Linked DNA regions of Mus musculus: regions 2, 3, 4 and 5 are each linked to region 1. Evidence: chromatin contacts called from public Hi-C and HiChIP or PLAC-seq data. All regions are on one chromosome and are shown on one strand. Each heading gives the region's core, a stretch centred on a gene start, on an enhancer-like site or on the middle of the called end of the contact. The rest is flanking DNA. Distances are from core to core; before and after follow the strand shown.

The links. Hi-C and Micro-C count contacts between places; a contact is called where the count stands out from the background. HiChIP or PLAC-seq counts read pairs in DNA pulled down with a chosen protein or histone mark.
Region 2: a contact with region 1 is called in a Hi-C map of olfactory sensory neurons, with 2.7 times the contacts expected there. The contact joins the enhancer-like site here to the promoter of Plcb4 in region 1. A contact is called at or near these places in 9 of 39 promoter capture datasets (the 3T3-L1 cell line, 3T3-L1-derived adipocytes, the HPC-7 cell line and 5 more), 8 of 484 Hi-C or Micro-C datasets (the 3T3-L1 cell line, 3T3-L1-derived adipocytes, the N1E-115 cell line and 5 more), 2 of 115 datasets of contacts at active chromatin or transcription factors (cardiomyocytes and embryonic stem cells) and 3 of 9 other capture datasets (adipose tissue, liver and macrophages).
Region 3: a contact with region 1 is called in a Hi-C map of olfactory sensory neurons, with 4 times the contacts expected there. The contact joins the enhancer-like site here to the promoter of Plcb4 in region 1. A contact is called at or near these places in 3 of 39 promoter capture datasets (3T3-L1-derived adipocytes, hippocampal neurons and pre-B cells), 5 of 484 Hi-C or Micro-C datasets (the MNK3 cell line, brain, cerebellar granule neurons and 2 more), 2 of 115 datasets of contacts at active chromatin or transcription factors (bone marrow-derived macrophages and embryonic stem cells) and 1 of 9 other capture datasets (adipose tissue).
Region 4: a contact with region 1 is called in a Hi-C map of bone marrow-derived macrophages, with 2.1 times the contacts expected there. The contact joins the enhancer-like site here to the promoter of Plcb4 in region 1. A contact is called at or near these places in 3 of 39 promoter capture datasets (the 3T3-L1 cell line, 3T3-L1-derived adipocytes and pre-B cells), 9 of 484 Hi-C or Micro-C datasets (the MNK3 cell line, adipose-derived mesenchymal stem cells, bone marrow-derived macrophages and 5 more), 6 of 115 datasets of contacts at active chromatin or transcription factors (the HPC-7 cell line, bone marrow-derived macrophages, embryonic limb bud and 2 more) and 2 of 9 other capture datasets (adipose tissue and macrophages).
Region 5: an H3K27ac HiChIP or PLAC-seq map of embryonic stem cells shows a contact between it and region 1, with 5 read pairs. The contact joins the enhancer-like site here to the promoter of Plcb4 in region 1. A contact is called at or near these places in 1 of 39 promoter capture datasets (the 3T3-L1 cell line), 2 of 484 Hi-C or Micro-C datasets (the HL-1 cell line and ventricular fibroblasts), 1 of 115 datasets of contacts at active chromatin or transcription factors (embryonic stem cells) and 1 of 9 other capture datasets (adipose tissue).

What each region holds. Positions count from the first base shown.
Region 1 is chr2:135,658,221-135,660,909 of GRCm38.p6, forward strand. It overlaps Plcb4 (phospholipase C, beta 4), which reads left to right and starts at 1,327. Exons shown (of 39, transcript NM_001355153.1): 1 at 1,327-1,510.
Region 2 is chr2:135,862,556-135,865,244 of GRCm38.p6, forward strand. The region is part of intron 3 of Plcb4 (phospholipase C, beta 4); the gene reads left to right. Among named protein-coding and RNA genes, the nearest start is that of Gm14210, 51 kb to the left of the region's middle. Within about 2 kb of position 1,381, at least 45 of the 459 cell types and tissues checked have an H3K27ac peak or open chromatin away from gene starts, as enhancers often do. A contact at or near this core is called in 3T3-L1-derived adipocytes, the N1E-115 cell line, embryonic fibroblasts and 1 more, where this site is marked.
Region 3 is chr2:135,842,619-135,845,307 of GRCm38.p6, forward strand. The region is part of intron 3 of Plcb4 (phospholipase C, beta 4); the gene reads left to right. Among named protein-coding and RNA genes, the nearest start is that of Gm14210, 31 kb to the left of the region's middle. Within about 2 kb of position 1,308, at least 5 of the 459 cell types and tissues checked have an H3K27ac peak or open chromatin away from gene starts, as enhancers often do. A contact at or near this core is called in cerebellar granule neurons and olfactory sensory neurons, where this site is marked.
Region 4 is chr2:135,825,493-135,828,181 of GRCm38.p6, forward strand. The region is part of intron 3 of Plcb4 (phospholipase C, beta 4); the gene reads left to right. Among named protein-coding and RNA genes, the nearest start is that of Gm14210, 14 kb to the left of the region's middle. Within about 2 kb of position 1,344, at least 29 of the 459 cell types and tissues checked have an H3K27ac peak or open chromatin away from gene starts, as enhancers often do. A contact at or near this core is called in the MNK3 cell line, bone marrow-derived macrophages, cerebellar granule neurons and 2 more, where this site is marked.
Region 5 is chr2:135,524,676-135,527,364 of GRCm38.p6, forward strand. No RefSeq gene overlaps it. Among named protein-coding and RNA genes, the nearest start is that of Gm31993, 15 kb to the right of the region's middle. Within about 2 kb of position 1,321, at least 47 of the 459 cell types and tissues checked have an H3K27ac peak or open chromatin away from gene starts, as enhancers often do. A contact at or near this core is called in the HL-1 cell line and adipose tissue, where this site is marked.

The sequences.
Region 1 (2,689 bases), core at 77-2,576:
AATTATTTTTTTCTTTCTCGTTTTGAGACAGGGTTCAGGTTGGTCTTGAACCGACTGTATAGTTTAGGCTGCTCTGTAAACTAACTGGGATTACAGGCATGTACCATCACACATCACACTAGTTGATCAACTTTTGGTGGTTATTTTCTTTCTATCCATGCTGAAACGGCCAGAATGAACGAAGGGTGCGACACTTTGGGGTTTTCAACTGCTGTATCCACGGTGCCTGGACTGTTCCTTTGTGCCTACACTTCTGCCCTCTTCTCCATTTTTTTTTTAAGCTAACCTCTAAACCGACCCCTTTCCTCTTGACCCGCCAGCCCAGTTCAGGCAGCTGAGCATGCCCAGTTCAGCCGCCAGCATGGGCCCCAGTCCCCAGTGCGCAGGTGCCACGTCTCCGGGTTTTGGTGGCCGCCGCCAGGCAGGAGAGGGAGGAAGCCGAGTGGCCTCGGTAGGAGGAAGCCCTCGGGGAGTTCCGGAGCGGCTCCAGTGTAGGGTCTCCACAAAGGGTGACGCTGGATGCACATGGCCAGGCCGCCTCAGCAGGACTTCGGGCACCCGGGTGTCGGTTCAAAGGACAAGGAGAGCTGGCCACAGCGATCCCCAGCATCCCTGGAACCGAAGTCTGGGGGGGGGGGGTGGAGTGGGGTGCACGTCTCAGGATCACTTGGGGGAAGACTTTGGAAATCACTTTCTGGCTCAGTGTGAGCCCGTTGTAGTACTTCCTCCGGCAGATTGTTTTTCGGGCTGAATGAATAAAATCCCTGTCTCACAGTGCCTGCTGCAGTGTACAAGCTCTCCGTGTTTGTTCAATGTAACATAGACGAAAGCGCAGTTCCCGCTCCCCGCTCCCGGTTCTGGCTGGCTCGCACCCCCTCCTCCCGGGCCGGGCACCCGCTGAGTCCGTGGCCAGCGGCGCGTGGTGTCCCGCTGCTGGCTCAGCTCAGTCCCCACGGGCGCGCGCCCAGACCCTGCACCGGGAAGGCGGCGGCGGCGACCCCGGGACAGCCAACCCCCACCCCGGCCGGCCCGCGCGGCCCCGGTCCACCCCCAGCCCCGCCGGGCGCCGCACTGGGCATGCTCCGTAGCCCGGCAGGTTGGGGCTGCGAGGCGACGGCTTGGGCTCCAGAGGCAGCGTCGCGGCCGGGAGTAGGGGCGGCGGGCCCGGGGCCGCACGGGGCCCGGCTCGGCGGGAGCGGCGGGCGGGCGGCGCCCTGGGCAGCGGGCGGCCGAGGTGAGCGCAGCGGGGAGGCGCTGGCCGGTGGGGGGCGGAGGCGGCGGAGGGCGGGGCGGCGCCGGAGGGGCTCGGCGGCCGCGGCGGCGGGGAGGGGGTGGCGGCGCGCGAGCGGCTCAGGAGCCGCGCCGCAAACAGGCTCTCACACGCGCGCACACACACACACACACACACACACACACACACAGACACTCACACGCGCGCGCGCGAACACAGCGGGGCTCCCGGAGGCGGCGGTGGCCGCATCCCCGGCAGCGACTCGCCTGGAAGTGACAGGTAGGAGAAGGCGCTTTGGGTCCCGCCCGGGGATGCTCCCGCCGCTCCCAGCCCGCCGGGCTACTCGGCTTCCCGCGGGTGCGTCCCGGACGCGCGCGCGCGCCCCCGGTTGCCCTGCCGGGGACCCGGTGCAGGTGCGGGGTGCGAGGCGTCCTGCGCGGGAGGCAGGGGACCCCGCCGCCACCCGCCTCTCCGGCAATCATCTGCTACTGGGTTTCCTCTGCCTACCCGGACGTTCACCCTCTTCTGCGCTAGAAATAGCTCGGCTCGACGTGTATATGATTATTTTGGTTGGAAATAGTTGGCACTGTGCAACGCATGTAAATGTGTGTGCGTGTGCATCTTCAGCGTCTTCTGGGGACAGCTTACGAATGATAGACCGTTTCCAGTTGACACTGACAGGCTAAGCGCTCCTTCAGGACAGTATCTGGGCCTCCTAAAAGCATGTAAAAGAACATTGCTTTATTTTCAGAAGTTTAAAGTTGTTTTTTCTTAGTCAATTAGAAATTGTCTATATTGTACAATTTTTGAGTTTAGACTCAGTAAACTACTGAATCTAAGTGTGAAAACACAGAATTTTCCAATTGAACAACTCTAGAGTTATAAAGCCAGCATTTCTAGAAAGGCAAATGTCTTATATTCCACAAATATGCATGCATTTGAGATATGACTTTAAAAAAATAACCCTAAACTTCTATAGTGCTTCTTCCTATTTCTCTAAAGCAAGGGGCTTGAGATTTAATTTGGGGCAAAACATTCATGGACAGTCGCCATCTTTTGAAGTAGAAGTGGGATGCATAGTGGTCCATAAATTTAAATTATCCATTGGTGGAGATAATGTGTTGAATAAACATGGCTAGCAGTAAAGTCCATGCACAGGCAGGTGTATAATGCTTTGAAAAAAATTGAATTTCTCTTTTAAGGAAAAATCAGACCATAAAATAAAGATGACCAGGAAGAGCAACCAGTGACTTTTTACCTGGGTGGACTCCCAGGATCTCAGAAAGTGAAGAACTACTCTTTAGGGTAGGAAGATGTGTGTGTGTGTGTGTGTGTGTGTGTAAAATTTCAACTTAATCCTTTTAGTATTTTTAAGACTGATGTTTTTAAAGATGTGTTTGAACTGAGAACCGAATATTTTGAACCCTTCAAACTTTAATATCCTAAGTTGCAGAGTGA
Region 2 (2,689 bases), core at 131-2,630, 200 kb after region 1:
TATTGGACATACTCTACATTTATCCTAGAATTCATGACTTACAAAACTTAAGTTGGCAAACCCAGGCTCATGGGCTCACATACAACACACAGCTGTGCCCAAGTCATCATTCAGCTGGCCCACGAGGGTCGCAGGAAACAGGAAGGGTTATGAAGAAAAGCAAAGGTATTTTTGGCACTTGTGCAAGACTTTATCTCAAGAACACGAGCTCATTGTGCTATCTACTAAAACCTTAAGCTATGTTTGATCTCATTCCTTTGTGAAGGGAATGGACTGTTTTGATAAGCTCCTCACAGTTGTAGGGTATTTTTTTAAGTTATTCTTTTAGAACTAATAGGCAGTGAAGCTGTTTTCCTGACTTGACTTTTATGAGCCCCAGTTTTATCTCTCATCGCTTATCTGATGTGAAATGGTTGCAATATCTGAAGAAAACTTAGTTGAGTCATACAGAAATCTTAATAACTTCAGGCTCTTGGGGTATCTCTGTATGCTAACTTAGATTTTAATATTATAGAAATGCAACAGTGACCTTTACATAAAGCCTTCACAAAATTACTTTGTGATATAAGCTACCAGAGACATGGGGACTTTCTTGAGGTGACAGTACACAGTATTGATCTGCATTTTGTGGTTTATGTTATACCTATCTTTCCTTTATGCTAAACAGCACTAATTTTCATATTTTTGAGCTGGGGGAAAGGCAAGTGTTTTTTTTTTTTTTTTTTAAGTTGTATTTTCCTTGTGGGCCAGCTCATTTGACTGTGGTTAAAGAGACTATTGTCTTGGTTCTGACAGGCTTCACGCTTTAGAAATGAGTTGACAAGATAGGAAACTCCATTAGTTTGTTTTAGCTTTTTAATTTTAAGACATTTTGGGCACAGGGGCCTGAAGCAGCTGCATGTGAAGGTTTGTGACAAGTATTAATTCAGGATATTGTATTCAGTTTAGAAAACAAAATGATTACTATTTGGCACACAAGCTGTGACTTCCCAAAATTGATGTTGGCTAGAATCCTGAAATCAAGAGTTCCTTTGTCTTCCAGATATTGGCACAGAGATGGCTAAAAATGTCCAAAGCCTGCAGCTAGTAGCTTTAACTTCTCACTATATTTCCCATCATTTCTAGTTTAGGGTAGAACAAGGCTTAGGAGGTATAGTCATAGTTTGTCAAGTGTCTTCTGTGCTCTTCCTCATGGCTTGAATGTTTCAGGTCCCTTTCAATCCAAAATGATTTAACCCCAAAAGATACGTCAAGACTATCTACAGATGGAAAAACGGGGCAGCATTCCGTAACAGCCAGCCATTCTGCAGCTAACTACTCACCCTGAGCTCTCACCAAAACTCTTTCCAGAATAAACATCAGGACATGGTTCACTGCATATCTGTGGTGAAGGAATGGTTAGACTTTGATTCACAGGAATTTGTAAAGAGCCTGGAGTGTCATAGTGGCTTGTACCAACCCAGTGTTATTTTCTGAAGGACAACAGAGGAACAGATAAATCATGTCACTCGTCCAGCAGAGAAGCCTTTGGTCACCTGTAAGAAGGAAAGTGACCTTCTGCGTCCTTAAGTGGATTGTAGTATCTACTCTATGAAACTGCTCACTTCATTGTGAAATAATTCTTAGTTTCCTGATAATTTATAGTCTGTATTCCTGGCTAGGCATATAACCTATATGATAGAGTACTTACCATATGCAAGACAATAGGTTTCAGCCCTGGCACTGAAAAGTAAAAATAAACAAAATAATAGATGAATAAATGCAATTAATTATGTGCTCCTGAGATCATTGGTTTTTATCTGTGATTCTTACTCTTGACTGAAAACAAAATGACCATATTGTTCCCTCCTCGAAGTTCTTAAAGAAGTCCCCTGACTGGGCCTGAGAAGTCAGGCTAGTGGTGTGATAAGCTTCTCCTTTCTTCCATTGCCTCGGGTTTTCAGCTTCAGATCTTGCTCCATTACTGGGAGAGCTCATTTGGACTCTGCTGTCATATAGTCTTACCTTGTGTGACATAAATGGTCCATTGTCATCAGACCACTCTTCTGTTGACAGGCTTCTGAAGATTGTAGCACACACGGTCACAGAATATTTAAATGATGGCATCTGGTGGTTGGCTGAGATTGTCATACCCTTTGATCAAGCACTTCTGAAAACTGATTAAGATTTAAGCAACCACCTCTTCACCATTAGCTCATTAAAGTTGAAGTTCACCCACAGCTTACCTGTTTATCATAGGAAAAGGCCAAGTTCCTTTGCTTTTTGTTATTTTAACAAGCACCTGAAATAATTAGGTAATAAAAAGAAAAGGTTTGGGCTCATAATTTTTTGTAGGCTGTTTCCTGACCAGTCAGCTATGTCACCTTGAGATTTTGTTAGTATATAATTAGATGACAGGAGAGAACCACTCAACTATTGACTTGGAATGAAAGAGGGAAAGAAGAAGAGGTTGGGTACCAGTGGCCTCTTCAAGAGAATGCCCCCAATAACTTGAAGACCTCACACCAGGGTATGCCTCTTGAAGACCATACCACTAGCCGGAAGTTGATGGGTCAAGGACCAAGCCTTTAGCCCATGTCCTTAGGAACAACACATTAATCTAAAACAGAGCAGCATCCATGAGGATCTTGGCATTGCTTGCTGTTAGTAGATGTTAACAATTGTAAGTACTCTTTCAAGATGTTAGCAG
Region 3 (2,689 bases), core at 58-2,557, 180 kb after region 1:
GGCAAAACATTTAGAATGCTCGAAATTACAAGGAAAAAATCAAATGCTTAATATTTTTGACAATTCCATGTAAGTACCGATAATATTTTGTTGTATTCACTTCCAGTATTTCTAGATATATTTATATAACCATTTTCGAAGCTTAGAAAATACAGTATGTATATTTATCATGCTTTTTCCAATAAGTATTATATTGTGGATGCTTTTCACAACCTTGAATGTTCTTCATAAGCATAGTGGTAACAAATAGACAATGTTGTAGAAATCAATTGAACAGTCAGAGATTTTACATTGGAAATTAATAGATCTCCTGGTTAGAATTGAATTCATCTATTCCTATACTTGCCTCTAATTATTTAATTGATCCTATAAATGAAAGAAAAGAAAATGATTGTCATAGTCAAAGGCAGTTTCCCAAGCTGTAGATGTTAGGAGAATGGCGTTCTCTGTGGATACGTAAGATGTCAAAGGCACATCTTTAATGAGAAGAGACTGTTTATGCCGTTCTGAACCCACTACAGGTGACAAGGCAGAAACTGCATAATGCATAGGTTAATCTACATTCTGTCCTTGCCTCAAGGAGGCAGAAGGCTTCGGGTTCCTCTTGGCTAGCTTGTTTACCTTTAATGAATCATTTAACTTAAAGTAGCACTATGTTGGTGAATGCCACCCGTGAGTCTTACCTAAGGAATCTGGAAACCGTTCTGGAAACCAAGTGTTCACACTTGTGGGTGTTGTAGTCACATGGATGAATACGAAGATGGTAAGAAGGGAAGGGATGCTTTTCATGCTACGAAAATCCTGGAGCTGGTGCCTTCCAAGGACACGCATTAAATATTTGGGGTCGGCGGGAATATATAAAGACTGTAAGAGGAGTGTGAACATGATGTGTCCCCAGTATACTGGCAATCCCTAAACAAGATCATTTACTCCCTGGGGTAGGAAGTTCTAGTCACAAGCTGTTCCCTTAATTTAGCATTTCAGGGATCCTGGGATCTGAGAGCAGGAGAAGGGAAGCTTTCACAACAGAACATGTAGGCACTCAAAAGTCCGTGGTGGGAAGGGACTGCTTTTCACCTCTCATCCCCACTAGCAGCTCAGGCTCTATAGGCAAAGAAGTCAAGGGCAGTCTCTTCTCTTCTTCATCTGAAACACAATCAGCACCCAAGTCTTACGGGTCCTTCAGGAAAGCACTCGGGTGCCTCCTGCACAGGCGTTGTCAGCCCAGCAAGTGTATCCTTACCCTTGGTGAATGCTCTCCCTTTGAAACCTGTTAGCACATACTCTGTCCGAGATGCTTATGTAATCACCCGGGCTGGGTAGGAAAGAGGGTTGAATTTGCTCACAGATCATCCCAGGAGACGTCACGATGCAGTCAGCTCAGTCCCCAGTCATCTCAGAATGAGGTTTATTCCTAAGACTGCAGGCTACATTCGCTAAGCCTCATGGGAAATTCTTTCTTTAAACAAGTCTACAGTGCTTATTTGAAGTTTAACTAATCTAGTTACTTGGTAATAGAGAGGGGAGGATGCATTTAAAGCATCAGGTAAGAGGCAACGGAAAACCTAGGACTGTGCTGATAGCTGACGGGTAGATAAAGGGTTTTGTGTTTCGATTTTGATGAGCTGTGACCTCCCAGAGCTGGGAATAGAGTGCACTTGGTTTGGGGATGGACAGAATATTCAGAAGGGACTGGTAAGAATGAACACGTTCGATCCTGAGCCTTGCTGAGGCTACTTGCTGAACTAGTGTTTTTCTACTTTAACAGTAGTGCTGTGTTAGGTATATAAGTTTGACACTGTCACTGTTAAACAAACATTGACAAAACAAACCTGCTAAATTAATGTAAGCCATCCTTTCAAGATAGCAAGCAAGGAACTGGTAACAGTGAAAAACCTAGCAAATCAAAGAGTTTGGTCCCTATGACCATGGGGATGGTTCTGACTCTCAAATTCTTATACTGTTGGGGACCAGGCTGAACAGATGTTTTTAAGTGGTATTGGTGTCAGCAGAGTTGAACCGAAGAAACAAAATCACTCTAGGTGTTTCAATTGCGAGGATTTAATGTAAGGATTGGGATGCTTTCAAAATGGCAGTAAATGAAGGAAGAGCAGTGGCATGGACTCCTGGCCTTGGGAGTGTATGACACACCAGCGTTGCTCTTCCTGCTCGTCCACTCTCACTGCTTGATCAGCTAGAGTGGCAGCCGAAGGAAGATGACTCAGTTTCCCCTTTAGCTTTGTGGTCCCTCTAACGGAGGGAGATTTCCATGAGGGATCAGGAGAAAAGCCATTGTGTATACTGCAGTTGTAAAAGAGGGTGCTCTCCCGAAATTTTGATCTGATTTTGTTCAAAAGAAACCACCTGTCTATGGCAGCTTAATGCGGTGTTCAAATTGATGTTTGTTGAACAGCGGATCACATTTTTCCTCTTGAAGATTCATTTTGAAATGTACAAACAGCCGCCTTCGTGTTTTCATGTGAGTTATATGTGTTTTGACAAGTGTGTTGTGTCCTCTAACTACTGGTGTAGTCAAGACACAGAACAGTTCATCACGCCAGGACATTCTCATCTGCTACCAGTCTGTTCAATGACTTCCCAGGAGCCACTGCTCTGATCTTTATCACTAGCAGCCTTGTTTTCTCCAGACTGTCATATAAAGGGAATTGCACAGTGCCCAGTGGGTCTA
Region 4 (2,689 bases), core at 94-2,593, 170 kb after region 1:
TGCATTTAAAGAAAAGGTGTGTGATTTTAATGATAAGAAACCAGGGAGCTCAACAATGCCTGTGTGCTCGGCTTCTTGGGGATATGGTTCAGAGGACTGACTATGACTGTGCTCTTGGAACAAACTTGTCAGGAAGTGTCCCCAAAGATATGCTTTGCAGTTGTGTGCTCAGTGACTTGGCAGAATATTGTTCTGTAAAGCCCACAATATACCCTTAAGAATACTATGTTTCTCTGCTTCTTTTCTATCTGGCTGGCCCTTCTATTCTGCGTGGTGTCTGAACAGTCAAGGACTTGAGCCCTGGCATGCCCAGTGTGCATGGCTGTATTACCCCAGCGTTTACACATTTGCTGTCCAATAAGCATAATGGAGTAGTCTCTAAGCTCTTTCTTGTTATATTGCCAGCTGCAGCCAGGGCCACCTACTGCAGCCAGTTTCTGGTCTACTGTGTTTCTTGCTTTGTGATACTGCTCTGTAGCATGTATCACCCCTGATTTTCTGTCTCTGACTTCTATTCTTGTCTGCTGTTGACACTTTCTCTTCTTTTGCATGGCTGATCACTTCTCTGACTAATTAATTATATTTTTGTTTTGTTGAGGTCCTCACAGAATGCTAAGAGAGTCAGGGTAACCAAAAAAATATGAATTCTACCCAACAAGCCTGCCTGGCCATCATCTTCTTCCTTTATTGTCTGCTCTGATGGACCGGTACACGTCATTTTTGTTACTGCGTGTCCTTTTGGTGGCCAAGTGTTGTTGAATTCACAGAAATCTGCTGGAACAGCCAGAAGGCATCCTCTATTTCCCTTCTCATCTGCTTATGGAAGGAAAGAGAATAACCCATAAAAGAAATATTCAGAAATACTCAGACACAGGCAGTTTTCTGTGAGACATAAGCAAAATAGTAATTAAATGAAAAATTAAGAAATTTCTCCTGGTTTTAGGCTTATTATTTCACTACAAGGGTGGTGTTTCCTTGAATGACACTTGTCTGCCTTTCTTGATACCAGCAATGATTTTTGGCTGCAGTGAAAGCAGACACCCTCCCCTCTGTCTGCTCATCTTGCCCTCATGCATATCCCCTCTGCATTTCCTGCTGTCAGGGAAGCTGGAGTCGGCATGTCGGTCTGTCAATCATGTTTTTATTTTTCTCTTTGCAAACAGTAGCAGCACACATATAATTCAAAACCTTTAATACTTGAAACCCACTGAAGCAAAAGCAAAATGAGAAACAAAATTGGCCATGCATGAAAAAATAAAAGGAAACGAAAGCACTTGATTAGTGTGGTTCAACACTGCACACAGTTGTTCAAGACAGGGCTGTGGCAGATGAGTCAACAGATACCTAGAGTAGTCTCAGAATTGGGTAGCCATGCGCCAAGGGCAAAGCTGGGAGGGGGAACCTAAAATGAGTTAGTTCTTTCCCTAGAGAGAGAACCTTGGTAGGAACAAGGCATATGGGTACCATTCTGACACCGTCAGTAGATTCAGAGTTGGGCTAATACAGGGCTGTAATGCCAGGACTAAGTTATCTATGGCCATGAAGATGCTATACCAGCTCCAGTCTAGATTCTAGAGCCTGGAGCCCTGGTTTGTAACTGAAAACTCTTACTTTTGTTCACAAATTTCTACATCAGCTGAGCTTTTCTGCTGCTTTTGGCTCTGCTCTCTTGTGCTTCCCTGTGCACTTGCAGTCAGCTAGAGCATCAGTAGGGGGTTGGCTAGCCTGAGATGACTCAGCCCTGTACCATGTTGTCTCTCCTGTTTTATCAACTTAATGCTGAACTTCATGGCATATGAACAAGGTTACAAGAGAAGGGATAGAAACATGCAGAGGCCCTGATGACCCAAGTTTAAGTCTCAGTGGGAAGAGAGTTAGGTACAGGAGAGAGGGCGAGGGAGGCTGCTAGCCGAAGGCAGCAGATGCAGCCCACACTTTCCATACACTCTTGTGCTTGAGGAGCTTGGCAGACCCTTGGTGCAGGTTGAAGACAATTCAGAGGTTCAACAGTAATTGCCATTCTGAGGAGATGCGCTTTACGGAACTGCACTTGGGGTGGAATCCTTCTCCAAGCTTCTTCCCAAGAACCATGGACAGGTTCTCTCAGTAGAAACGAAAACTCAGAGGTGAGTTGTGGGCCACAGGACAAAATTGCTTAAAGGTGATAATCCACCTGATCTTCAAGAGAACCGGTACCTGTGATCCCCCTGTGAAGTCCAGGCTTTTTCGGAGATAATGGAACTTGACATTCAGTGAACATAGGCGTGCCTTACCTGCTTGTCGGTGGGCGTGATCAGCAGGACTGGCTTTTCTAATGGAGTTGGGCTACTTCTTCCACATGCTGTGTGGCTAAGTTAGGCTGCCATAGTAGGTCCCCACATGAGTAGCATCTGCAAGGTCTACTACAAATCCATGTTCTTAGCATCCCCACCTCCATTAGGCCCCACGGAGCAGGAACTCTGGGGTTGGAACCTAGCAGTCTCACCTTAATTCCTGTGCATGTAGCGTTTTTGAGATCTGAATTAGAATTATATGGGTTTTGACAAACCTAGAGAGTTTTTGTTCTTGTTGTTGTTGTTGTTATTGTTGTTCTGGTTTGCTAAACAACTTTAGAATAAGCACAAGGTTTCCAGTTATATTTGAATTTTGTATTATCAGTGACCAAATTACTTTTTATAAAGCACATTTG
Region 5 (2,689 bases), core at 71-2,570, 130 kb before region 1:
TACTGCAAGTCAACTTGACTTGACCTGATCCCAAGGTAAGGCTCAAATTCCTGATGACTAACGTCCTACTTATGAGCCTTTTAGCGTGCTTAGTAGCTTCCAGCTTCAAAGTCTTGGGTCTATGAGCACTCTTTGAACTCTATTGCCATCTCTTTAACCCTCTATAACCTAAATATACATACATATGCAGGCATATGTATTGTGTTACCTGTAATGCGTGATCTGAGAGCTAACAATAGCAGTTAAAATGAGAATGAAAGGACCTATCTTTGCTGTAGCCAACTTCAAAGAGAATCAGGATCATTTGGCGAATTCCTGTCAACTAAAATAATGTACTCTGTGAATTTATTGTTATTCATTAAACTTTGACATTGTAGAAAGACACAGGTCTATTCATCTGTTCTTGACATGGGCTCCTCAAAACACTAGGCCAGCCTGCTTTCTTTCCACAGATTCAGATCTATATGCAAATGTCTGTTGAAAATAATCTTTACCTGGAGATCTAGAAGTTGCCTAACAACCTAAAGCATGTTTATAATAAACCCTAAGCCTGCATCTTTATGCAGGTTCCACAGCCAAAATGAGGCCATGATGCCCCATCCAGTTCTCTCAAGCACAGAGAATTAAGCAGTTTGTAGCTGACCGTTCTCAAGACTAAATAAACCTTTTCTCAATTCACTTGTCTATATTGGTGTTCTGTCACAGTCGTGAAAGTCTAGCTGAAAAAACACACTTCAGGAATCACTGTTACAGGCACACAGAGTATCACACTACTTGGAACAAACTGAAATCTGTGGCCAGAAAACCTAGGCTTGTACCTATTACCTCCTAGCAATGTTTCAGGCCAACTACTTATCTGCTGGTGCCTTGGTTTATTCATCTATAAAATGCGGATTATTTTGTAATCTCATAAATTAGTACTATAAAGTACTTAGAAGCATGCCTGGCACAAGGTAAGTACACAGTAAAAATTTAACTATTGTCACCATTTTTTGACCAAAATTTTCCCTCCCCTCATTCTTCTGGTGTGTAGAGTCTCTCCCATGGGTGAGTCATGCAAAATTGTCCTTTTTGAAGGCAAGAAAAATCCTAGAAGCTACATTACCTACACAAGCCCCATATTTTTGATGTTTCAGTCTAAGTTGCTGGAGATAATCTGCTCATTCAGAATGGTCCTGTGTAGCCTCCATCAGAAGGGAAGGGAATTGACTTCCTCAGGAGTCTCATCAAAAAGGTATGTAAGACTAAGTTGGTGACAGATATGTAGAGTCTAGATCAACCTCTGACTCATCCTGAAGTCTTTCCACATACCAAGGCACTTGGTGACCTTCCAAACAGTGTCTGAGGAAGTTACTAGTTGGTAAAATGATACTTTTCAGTGTCTATGCCTAACTGGGGTTGCGGGTGACTGTTTCAGTAGTCTGTGGCCTAACTATGTGGGCATGTTACTGTTTTGACTTGTTGGTTCACAGTTACCATAAACAAACAAATAAAAAAACAAACAAAAAGCCCCAAACAGAAAAGGTTATTTTAACTGTTCCAGCACTTGGCAAAGAGTAAAGTTAAACATTATTCCAGAGAGTTTTTACTTGCAGATCTGGGATCATTCTGGGTCTTGATTAAGAAAGATTGAAAGCCATTCACTGAATATGTGAAGCAAATGACTTTGGGAGACTAACCAATCCACAGGGCCAACCCTAAGACATTCAGACTAGATTAACCAATCCACAGGGCCAACCCTAAGACATTCAGACTAGAATCTTACATATGGAGGCAGGCAGTTAATTATTCTTTGGACCATGGGAATCTCTTAGCAACACTACCATGTGATTAATATGCATTAACAAAAGCTGACAGTGGAGGAAGGGTTCTAGAGTGGTCTTTCTCTGTCCGGTGATGGGAAATAGATCTTGCTCCTTTGAGCTGAGCCAGTAAGCAGCATCTTTAGGAGGTAGCAACTCACCAGAGTGTCTTTCTAATAAAATCCTTCTGAGGTGGAAGAGCCAATGACAGAGAAGTCGACACATCAACTGGGAGGCTACAGGTAGAATTAGAGACCTCGCAACTGTGCTCTAGGACTGAGTCCTGGAGAATGACACACACATTACACCTGGAACTTTAATAGCCTTAAATTTTCTGCTATTGGAACTATAATATGCTCATTTTTTTGGTTTGTCATTGGCAAATCCAAACAAAGAAATTCCTGCTTAGAAGAAGAGAATGTTCCTCTTTCCAGCATTTCACAAGTATTAACTAAAACGAGTTCTGGCTATGATAGCACAGGCCTTTATCTCACAATTCCTCTGAAGAAACCTGATAATGAACGGACTACATAAAGGATTTCTTCTATTAACTTTCCCCAAAAAAAGTATTCAGAGAGACGCACTGCAGTAGGCTTTGTTAGTAGACATCCCATAGTTATGTTCCAGCACAGCTTCTAGTTTATCTCTAATAGGCCCTCAAATACTCCTACAAATCTTGTTATCCTAGATGATGTGCTCTCAAACTTTGGGGAACAACTTCCATTAGTAGAGGAGCTATATATACCTCCTCCTACTTGAATCTAGACCAAACTTGTTGACTTACATATAGTCCAGAGAATACAGCAGAAGCAATGCTGGGAATTGGAAGGACAGGTCAGGAAAGGCTGAGCTATTTCTCCTATTTCTTATGGGATGTTTTTTCTTGG